Regions from separate parts of the Sus scrofa genome. Here region 2 is linked to region 1. The links are chromatin contacts, called in public Hi-C maps. All regions are on one chromosome and are shown on one strand. Each heading gives the region's core, a stretch centred on a gene start, on an enhancer-like site or on the middle of the called end of the contact. The rest is flanking DNA. Distances are from core to core; before and after follow the strand shown. Region 1 overlaps LOC106509522 (a long non-coding RNA gene). Region 2 overlaps LOC106509522 (a long non-coding RNA gene).

Region 1 (5,205 bases), core at 709-3,208:
ATAATAACCTATAATGAGAAAGAACTTAAAAAAGAATATGCATATATATCCTGATATCTGAATCACTTTATTGTACACCTGACACTAACACAACATTGTAAATCAACTATATTTCAATAAAAAAATTTTAAATGCATGTACCATTTTGGTGAGTGACACTGATAATGGGGAAAGCTATTCATGTATGGGGCATTCTGGGGATATGTGGAAAATCTCTGTGCCTTCCTGTCAGTTTTGTTGTGAACCTAAATCTGTTCCCCCCAAAAGTCTTTAAGCAAATAAGTAAACAAACAAGTAGAATTTTTCACAATCATTCTACACTGAAAACAACCAGTGGTACGGTATCCTGCAATCTGTATACTGCAAAAAAAGAAATGAACTACTGGGAGTTCCCATTGTGGCACAGGAGAAGTGAATCCGACTAGTATCCATGAGGATGTGGGTTCAACCCCTGGCTGGGATCAGGGATCCATCGTTGCCGTGAGCTGTGATGTAGGTTGAAGACAGGACTTGGATCCCGTGTTTCTGCGGCTGTGGTGTGGGCTGGCAGCTGCAGCTTGGATTCGACCCCTAGCCTGGGAACTTCCATATGCCATGGGTGTGGCCTTAAAAAGAAAAAAAGAGGAGTTCCCATTGTGGCGCAGCAGAAACGAACCTGACTAGGAACCATGAGGTTGTGGGTTCGATCCCTGACTTCGTTCAGTGGGTTAAAGATCCGCTGTTGCCATGAGCTGTGGTGTAGGTTGCAGACTCGCTCGTAGTCTGTGTTGCTTTGACTGTGGCGTAGGCCGGCGGCTACAGCTCCGATTAGACCCCTAGGTGCATCCCTAAAAAAAAAAAGAAAAAGAAAAAAAGAAAAGAGAGGAAAAGAACTGGATTTCCCTTCTTGGCTTACCGGTTAACGAACAAGACTAGGATCCAGGGGGGTGTGGGTTCTATCCCTGGCCTTCCTCAGTGGGGTGAGGATCCGGCATTGCCATGAGCTGCGGTGTAGTCACAGACACGGCTCGGATCCCGCATTGCTGTGGCTGTGGTGTAGGCCAATCCGACCCCTAGCCTGGGATCTTCCATATACCCAGGGTGCAGCCCTAAAAAGCAAAAAGAAAAAAGAAAAAGAAAAGAACTGCTGATACATGCAACAACATGAGGGACTCTCTAGAACATTAAGCTAAGTGAGAGTAGCTAGACTCAAAATGCTGCATACTGTATGAGTCCTTCTAAATGACATTCTGGAAAACAAAACAAGAGGCACAGGAAACATTGGTGGTTACCAGCAGCTGGAGATACTCAAGTGTATTTGGGGGTATGATGGAAAAGTTCTGTATCTTGGTTGCAGTGGTAATTACATGACTATATGTACTTGTCAAAACTCTTAGAACTATACAGTGAATTTTACTGTGTATAAATTATACCTCAAATTTTTTTCTTTTTTGCATTTTTTTTTCTTATGGCTGCACCTATGGCATATGGAAGTTCCCAGGCTAGGGGTCGAATCACAGCTACAGCTGATAGCCCACACCATAGCCACCGCAACTCGGGATCCGAGCCGCATCCGCAACCTACACCACAGCTCACAGCAATTCTGGATCCTTACCCTGAGCAAGGCCAGAGATTGAACCCGCATCCTCATGGATACTAGTCGGGTTTGTTAACCAATGAGCCATGAAGGGAATGCCTATACCTCAATTTTTTAAATGTTAGTAACAAAAAAGAAAGAAAAACCTAAAACAACTTCTGACCCAGAGTCAGTGTGATTACTGTTGATGGATTACTGACTCCTGGCTCCTTAGCTCTCCCCCACACATTAGCTAATCCCACACATGTTTGTGACTCCAGGTCACTAGGGTTGTGTAATGGTTTGTCTCCTTTCTGGTAGACAGCCATTGGCTGAAGATGAAACACAAGACAGTGAAAACTTTTTCTTCCTCCCTTTTCTGCTATCCCTCCAGCTCTTTTCTTTCACTTCTTTTTCCTATTTATTTATCAGTCTGTGCTTAGCTGAAAGGGATCTGCTGGACACTATGGTGAATGGGGCAAAGGGTAGAACTTGCTTTGATCAATAATGTATTAATAAATGATTAACAACTGGTGCTCTGAAACACACACACACATGCACAGATTTATTTTAAATTCTACTGATATAAAGAGCATTGAACATATACTTTCTAAATAATAATAAATTGTACATTATCCTTTAGTGTGACTTCCATATAGCCAATTGATTCCTATCGAATGCTTCACTGATTTTTGTTGAACTTTTGTATCCGTAACCAATATCCCATTGTAAATAACAAACAAGTGTGTATTGACAAGAATTTTGGCTGATGTTTTCATTGACATTAACGGTTAAGATAAAAGTGAAACATGAAGATATGTGTTGGAACTTGACTCATTCATCAGTGACATGATTGACTTGGATGAATTGGATAATAGTTTGTGAATACTGGAGGAATAGTTCTTTGAACTTTGTGCTATTGACAATGTAGCGGTTATAGACATGACATATTTTTAATTTAATCTATAGTATTAACATTTTTTTCTTCCTCTTTTTTTTTGTCTTTTTAGGGCCACACCCACGGCATATGGAGGTTCCCGGCTAGAGGTCATATTGGAGCTGTAGCCGCTGGCCTACACCACAGCCACAGCAATGCCAGATCCAGGCTGCATCTGCAACCTACACCACAGCTCACTGCCACAGTGGATCCTTAGCCCACTGAACAAGGCCAGGGATGGAACCCGCATCCTCATGGATACTAGTCAGATGCGTTTCCACTGAACCACAACAGTACACCAGTATTTACATTTTCTCCATCACTATACAGTCAACAAAACACTAAATATAGAGCCCACATTTGGAGTATTCTTCTCTTTCCATAGTTTAAATACGCTCACCCTGGACAATTCCAAACTACCAGTTGCAGTCACAGGACGCAGAGTTACAAAGAGATGTGCCCCAGCAACCATTACCTCCTGTTCTACTGTGCAGATATAGTAGATGGAAATAGCTTCAGCAACATAGGCAATAGCAAGATTGCCTATGTAAAATGATTGAAAATGATGAGTTTTGAGTATTTATGACCTTTTCTTGGAATATAATTCATTTAATCAAAAGTTTACATTGTTTAATTTTTTAATAATGAACATGTTCAAGAACCAGTTCACAAAATTCCTGACATTTAACTGTCAGTTCTCCAGCACTTGTTTGAGTGGGCTCCAGCTTGTTAACGATCCAAGTGCAAGGCTATGAACCCCTCCCCCACAACAAATTCTGGAGCAGCAGTTGCAGCACAAAGGGAAAGTGGGTGCAAACATATGGTGTTTCCCTGAGCCCCACTATCCTCAATATGCTGCCGGGACTGCTTTAGCCTTATGGGTTTTTTCCCGGAGCTATTCAGACTGGTGATCAGGGCTAAAATGTCAGTGTCATCAACTACACCTCAAACTGTATGAGGAAATGGATGTGGATTTCAATGGAATAAATGGTTTGATGTTCATTATTAAATTTCATTCATTAAAATATTCCTTTGTTGTTAGGATTTATTGTTGAGGGGAAGAATGTTATTCTGAAATTCCTTTCATTTTTAAAGTCAAATCTGGAAAAGATAGTCATCAAAATGTGAAAAATTACCTTGGATGGTGAGATTTTTTTTTTTCCTTCTTACAATTCTCTATAGTTTACAAATTTTCTACAATAAATACATAACACTATGTATGGTACTATGAAAAAAAGTGAGACAGATCTTTGGTAAATTGATATTTAAAACTGCATCAATGTTATGCTTTCAAAGACCAAAAGAATAAATAGCATTTTTGGTAAAAGAATGCCCTGGGAAAAAGACATTACTATGTTTAGTTTCTTTTAAAAGCCAGATGTCCAGGAATTGGATATGGCTAATTATCAATTTCTACCCAGACGGAGTGTTTTCTTTTTCTCTCGCATTAGATGGAAAGCATACTACTTTGTTATATTCAATCACTTTAGTTGGAAATCTTTAAGGAATAGGAGGAGTTTAGGAAAAGGGCATTTTATTCTATCATAAACGAAAAGTTGCAGCAGATACAAACAATAGAAGAAAAAGAGTTAAAATGTGTAATTGGTTGTGTGAGGAAGATACTTAAGCCTGTTCTTTGACCAGTTGCAGCAGTATTAGAAATTGAATTTACAGTAGAAAATTGACAGAACACTGTAAACCAGCTACAATGGAAAAAAATAAAAATCATTAAAAAAAATAAAAAGAGGAATTCCCATCATGGCTCAGTGATTAACGAATCTGACTAGGAACCATAAGGTTTCGGGTTCAATCCCTGGCCTTGCTCAGTGGGTTGGGGATCTGGCGTTGCTGTGGCTCTGGGGAAGGCTGGTGGCTACAACTCCGATTGGACCCCTGGCCTGGAAACCTCCATATGCCTCGGAAGCGGCCCTAGAAAAGGCAAATAGACTAAATAAATAAATAAATAAATAAAACATCAAATGTATCCATTCTCATGTCTGTCTCCCCATATTAATCTTTTGCTGTGTAACAAATTACTCTATGATTTAGCAGCTGAAAACAATAGCTATTATTTCACAGTTTCTATGTGTCAGGAAGTTAAGCATGGTTTATGTACTTGGCTATCTGAGGCTCAAGGTCTTAGATGAAGCTGTTAGCCAAGGCAGTAGTGTCTGAAAGCTTGACCAGGGGAGAATCCACTTCCAGGCTCACCCACATGATTGTAGGAAGGATTGCACTTCTTGTGAACTGTTGGAATAAGAACCTCAGCACATCTTTGGTTTTGGCTAGAGGCCTCCAGTTTCATGCCACATGGACCTCTCCATAGAGCTGCTCACAACATGGCAGCTGGCTTCCTTAGAGCGAACAAGCAAGAGAAACATCTAAGGTATTTGCTTCCTGTCCCTCACAATGCACTATTCTCCACTGCCAGGAGTCCAGTGTCTCAAAAAAATATCTATTTATTCATGTTTTTGTCCTGTTTGGGGTTGTTCAAAGCTTGAGGCTACACTGGTACTTGTTACTCCATCTTTTCCAGAAGTGGAAGTATCTGAAAATCTTTTATTAATAATCCTTATAATACTTATCTACTAGAAACACATGTATGATGTTTTTATTTTTGTGACCATAAAGCAGTATGTTAAAAATTATTCTAATTGATTAAAGAAAAAATATTAGCAAAAAAGTAAAATTTATCAGAAATTAATGTCTTAAT
Region 2 (5,510 bases), core at 2,761-5,260, 78 kb before region 1:
AGGTTTCATCCCTGGCCTCGCTCAGTGAGTTAAGGATCTGGCATGGCTGTGAGCTGTGGTGTAGGTTGCAGACACGGCTCGGATCTGATGTTGCTGTGTCTGTGGTGTAGGCTGGCAGCTGTAGCTCCAACTGGACCTCTAGCCTAGGAACTTCCATGTACCACAGGTATAGCCCTGAAAAGCAAAAAAAAAAAAAAAAAAAAAAAAAAGTCGGGAGGGGCACCCTGGAAGAATACACAAGGAACCAATACAACGGTTTACCTGAAGGGTAAAGGGGTAGGGGTGGATGGGGTCAGGAATAGACATGAAACTTCTTAAAGTATTTTTATAGAATTTCCATTTTAAATTATTGTCTATTAAAAATAAATATAATTTTAAAAGATTTTAAAGGAAACTAAAATGATGTGGATAATTGAGATCTTCTTGGAAGAAAGGAAGGAAAAGAGAGGAGGCCCCAAATCTATAAGCCTAAAGAAAATCAACGTTCAGAATTTTGCTCATGGAGAGAGGACCAGCAAAATGCACGAAGCAGCTAAGAGGTTAAAGGAGAAAACCAGGAACACATGGTGTTAGGATTCCATTCATGGAAGCAGTTGTACATGAGTCATCATTAAACCATTGGGAGCTTGGTATTGGCCACACTGAGAGTATTTACTTACACTATGGAAAAAGGAAAATACTAGAAATCAGGGCTTTTTCTCCTTCTTAGAGTTGGTTTACTAGCAAACCACTGCATGGAAGTCAGGGAATTTCTGAGAATGAAGGAGACTATTTGGCAACATGAAATGCTGCCCAGAGGCCAAATGAGACAAGGACAGAAAAATATCTCTCATTTGTATGGCCACGACTACAGAGGTCACTGGTGATTCAGCAAGAGCAGTTTCAGTGGAGAGGTGGACGTGCAAGCCTGCACTGGAGTGAAAATCGAGGTGAAGAAAGAAGACACCAAGTACAGGCAACTCTTCCGTCAATTCTGCTGGAAGGGGAGGCATGAAATCAATAAGTTGGTAATTTGGGATGAAGGAAGGAGAATGAGTTTTAAGACGAGTAATAGAAAGGAGTTCCTGGGAGTTCCTGTTGTTGCTCAGCAGGTTAAGAACCTGACTGGTATCCATGAGGATGTGGATTCGATCCCTGGACTCACCAAGTGGGTTAAGGATCCTTCATTGCTGTGAGCTGTGGTATAGGTCAAAGACACGGCTCGGATCCCACATTGCTGTGGCTGTGGTGTAGGCTGGCAGCTCCAGCTCCGATGTGACCCCTGGCCCGGGGACCTTCTATGTGCTGCAGGTGCAGCCCTAAAAATTAAAATTAAAATTAAAATTAAAAAAAGTAAGGCATTCCTGCTGTGGCACATTGGGTGAAGAATCCAACTGCAGTAGTTCAGGTTGGCTTGGGGTCAGTCTGTGGCCTGGAAACTTCCATATGTGGCATGTGCAACCGTAAAAACATTTTTTTAAAGATGAGTAATAGTAAAACCAACATGGACAGTGGTACAATTTCCCTGGGGAGAATGTCTAAGAAAGAGGGAAAAGACTAGTGCATTGTTCTTGAGACTGTTTCTCAAGCACACACAGAGGGACTCTTGTTTGGTAGGAAGGACATTTTGTCCCTTAGACAAAGAGGCTTCCAAGCAGCATCTGTGATGGGTTGGTGCCCAGATACACAAGCCCTGCCAACTCCCTGCCCGTGCAAGTTTATTACCAACACCTTGACATTGTTAAGACAGGGTGCACACATATGCCTTGCTCTGGGACGTATAACCAATTACTAAATTTCTGCGTGTCCCCAGTTTCTCAAAGGAAGCTGGAACACATATCTAAAAATTCAGAATTCCAGCTGTGGGAACAAGGGAAGCTGCCAAAGAGTGTAGATATCCCAGGCAAATGAGCTTCCCCCTCAAAAGATGAGAGGTAATTATTGTCAAGATTTCACCGTCTGCCATTTCTAGATTACACTTGACTTCCAAAAAGTGCTAATGTTTGATTAATGCTTTCTTGCTTTTAGTAGCTTAGCTAAAAGCACAGCTTCTAGTGAACAGGTGGTACATGAATTGAAGCATTAAAGAAAGCAACTAAAAATGCTTGGGATGAAAAGGAGAAAGGCCTTTACAATATGGAAGGGATGATTACCTTAAATGTTTCAAAAAGGCAAGGACTGAGCTCTCATTCAGAGGAAGATACTCCAGCCCTGGTAGCAGTTTTCCACTGTCATAGAACTATTTTGCAGCTGTAGAGACACATGCCTTTGCTGAATCACACTCAAATGGTGTTCATAGAAAATAACCAGGCCTTTGGATAAAATGCCTGGTACCCTACCTGGGATGAACATTATCAGTTATTTGATGATGATGGTGATGATGATACTGTCGATGTCACTCATTCCTGACAATTCTCTTGTTGCTCCATCTTTATCTAAATGTGTGAGCATGACACGTGACTTGCCTTCTTTCCCAGCCCGCTGTCAGAGGTGAATTTTCCAGTGGCTAATAGCTATAACTTTCACATAAAAGATGAGTTCCTATTTGCAGCGCTGCTGGCTTTTAAGCGATGTCCATTCAAACATAAATGAAGACGTCTGTCTGTGAACATTGCAACCAGATTGATGTTTATTATAACATCTGCCCAATTGGCAGCTTTTTATATTTCACGTGCTATTTAAGTGCATCCGAGGGTTTTTAACTAGTGTTTGCAACTCAGCCACCTTGTTCTCAATAGTTATATACTGTTCGGGAATATTTTTCTCACCCTATTTGGAAAGGTGTCATAGGATACACTCCTTGGGAGTGACACCTGAGACTGAAATTCTTGTGTAAGCATTTTGTGGACAGAGTGAGAAAGTAATCCTGGGTAAAACCTGTAAGGGAGTGAGGGCAGCAGAATTGGGGAAGGGAAATTGTTAGGAAAAGATGTTGTTTCAGAAGACGTCTAGCCTCAGCCTCATCTCATGGGGAATTCTAGAGCCTGAATTGTCCCACAGTCTCCTCTGCCTGAGGCAACGGGGGTGAGCTTTATGGCACTCCCTATCAGTCAGTCATGGGTCACAGGCCATCCCCCCATGGAGGGGGCTCATAACCTCCCTGGCTTCTAGGGATAAGGGTGCTCCCAATGGCTAAGGACAGGTGCCAAAGAAAGAGGCAGCTGTGAGCTGCTTTGAGAAGCAGCAAATGGAGTGGGTTGGGAGCCTAGCCTAGAGAAATAAGATCTGGGTAGGATACCTGTAGGATCTGCCCCTGAGGACAAATGGCAGTGATGATTCCAATTCTAGACCATCACCCAGGAGCTGATCCAGCTGGGAATGTGAGCTTCCCTAAGCCATGCCATGTGGATCACTGTTGGTGGTTTTTGTTTTGTTTTGTTTTTGTTGTCTTCTTAGGGCTGAACCCATGGCATGTGGAGGTTCCCAGGCTAGGGGTCCAATCGGAACTGCAGCTGCCAGCATATGCCACAGCCACAGTATTGCCAGATCTGAGCAACATCTGCAACCTATAACACAGCTCACTGCAAGGTCAGATCCTTAACCCACTGATCGAAGATAGAGATCCAACCGGCATCCTCATGGATACTAGTCAGATTTGTTTCTGCTGAGCCATGACAGGAACTCCTGTTAGCAGTTCTTGAATGCTCGATCATGGGACTTCTCCATAATGAGACTAGAACTGCCAAGTGATACCAGTTCATCCAAGACCTAAAATTACAGAGATGTTCGGCCCATAAACTTACTGTTTCTGTTCCCCTAGTAACGATTGTGAAATATTTTTGAGGACACTCCAGGTAGAAAAAAAACACATCCAGTGCACAATTCTTTTTCTAGAAATGCTTATATTTCACAACATTTGATGCTGTTAGGAATTGTTCATGTAAGATAATAAGGATGACATCATGATATGTGCCTAGCTGTCTCTTACAGAAGTTAAGTCTCACAGGGCAAAACCCTGGTTAGTATTGTCAGGAAAGGCACAGGGCAATTTACTAGGTACATGATATTATATTGTCAGGAGAAAAAAAGTGTATCATGTGCTCTGTTTTCAGTGACCAAAGGTTACTTGAGTCACCCATTCCCCGAGGTTAGCAAGGGAGCTTCAGGTGAGCAAATAACACAAATCAATACTTAGCTCCTGCCACACAATAATCACAGAGTGAGACTTCCTGCAGATTTCGAAGTTCCTATTCTAGCTACTACTGAAAATGCTTTCTCAAGCCATGGATCTCATGACCTTGAAAGTCCATTATGAAATTTCTTGTTCATGGTCATTGCTCCTGGCCAGGTAGAACTAGGACACTAAATGCAGGCCCTGAATTCACAAGTTTGGTCACCTGTTTAGTTGCTGAGTAGTGGAATTTCCGGGCAGGATACTGTACACTGAGGAGGAAACTTGGGGCAGGAACATTGAGGTGAATTCAAGGTTGAGGAAAGAGAGTGTTTTGTCTTGTGACCAAAAGGGATACTCTCATAAGACAGGAATCAAGGTGGGTTCCAAAGAGAACAAATGGTGAGAGACGTGATTGGGTGCCTACAGAAATGACAGAAGTCATCCCATGGAAGCATATGGAAGGCAGGAACCCAAGAACTGTGTCACTTTTTAAAAAAAATTTTTACTTTAATTGATTTACAGTGTTTCTGTCATTTCTACTGTACAGAAATTGTTTTTTCTTTTTCTCATAGTATCTTCTATTTCTCATATTGTCTTCTATCATGTTCTATCACAAGTGATTGGATATAGTTCCCTGTGCTATACAATAGCACCTCATTTCTTATCCATTCTAAATGTAATAGTTTGCATCTACTAACCCCAAAACTCCAGTCCATCCCACTCCCTCCCCCTTGGCAACCACAAGTCTGTTCTCCATGTCTGTGAGTCTATTTCTGTTCCGTAGATAGGCTCATCTGTGCCATATTTTATATCCCACAGGTAAGCAATATTATATGGTATTTGTCTTTCTCTTTCTGGCTTATTTCACTTAGTATGAGAATCTCTATTTGCATCCATGTTGCTGCAAATGAAATTATTTGTCATTTTTTATGGCTGAATAATATTCCATTGTGTATATGTAGTTCATCTTCTCAATCCATTCATCTGTCAATGGACATTTGTGTTGTTTCCATGTCTTGGCTATTGTGAATAGTGCTGCAGTGAAGAAGGTGCATGTATCTTTTTGAATGAAAGTTTTGTCGGGATATATGCCATATCACTTATTTTTCTTAAAACTCCCAAATGCCCTTCTCTGCACATGGAGGAGAAATGCCTAACTAAGCTGGAAGCTCTTTGGCATATTTTATTTTTCCATTGTCTTCCTGATGGAAAAGGGCCTACTAAGTACAAGTTTAATTAATATTATGTTGTTATTAATGTTCTGCAGGCCAATTAATTTTAACTTATTCAGATTTAAATAGGGGGTGTTAAATGGGCACCCGTGTGAAAGGATAGCTTTTTGAGAAGTGCTATGTTTATAAATCGCCTCAAGAAGCCTTTAAGTTTCTAAATTCCCACACTTTTAATTAAATGATTC

Evidence for each region. Hi-C and Micro-C count contacts between places; a contact is called where the count stands out from the background.
Region 2: a Hi-C map of liver shows a contact between it and region 1, with 3 times the contacts expected there. The contact joins two enhancer-like sites. A contact is called at or near these places in 1 of 5 promoter capture datasets (liver) and 6 of 47 Hi-C or Micro-C datasets (embryonic fibroblasts, liver and skeletal muscle).

The regions. Positions count from the first base shown.
Region 1 is chr2:117,044,369-117,049,573 of Sscrofa11.1, reverse strand. The region is part of intron 5 of LOC106509522 (a long non-coding RNA gene); the gene reads left to right. Among named protein-coding and RNA genes, the nearest start is that of APC, 62 kb to the right of the region's middle. Within about 2 kb of position 1,958, at least 3 of the 83 cell types and tissues checked have an H3K27ac peak or open chromatin away from gene starts, as enhancers often do. A contact at or near this core is called in liver, where this site is marked.
Region 2 is chr2:117,124,606-117,130,115 of Sscrofa11.1, reverse strand. The region is part of intron 3 of LOC106509522 (a long non-coding RNA gene); the gene reads left to right. Among named protein-coding and RNA genes, the nearest start is that of EPB41L4A, 110 kb to the left of the region's middle. Within about 2 kb of position 4,010, at least 9 of the 83 cell types and tissues checked have an H3K27ac peak or open chromatin away from gene starts, as enhancers often do. A contact at or near this core is called in liver, where this site is marked.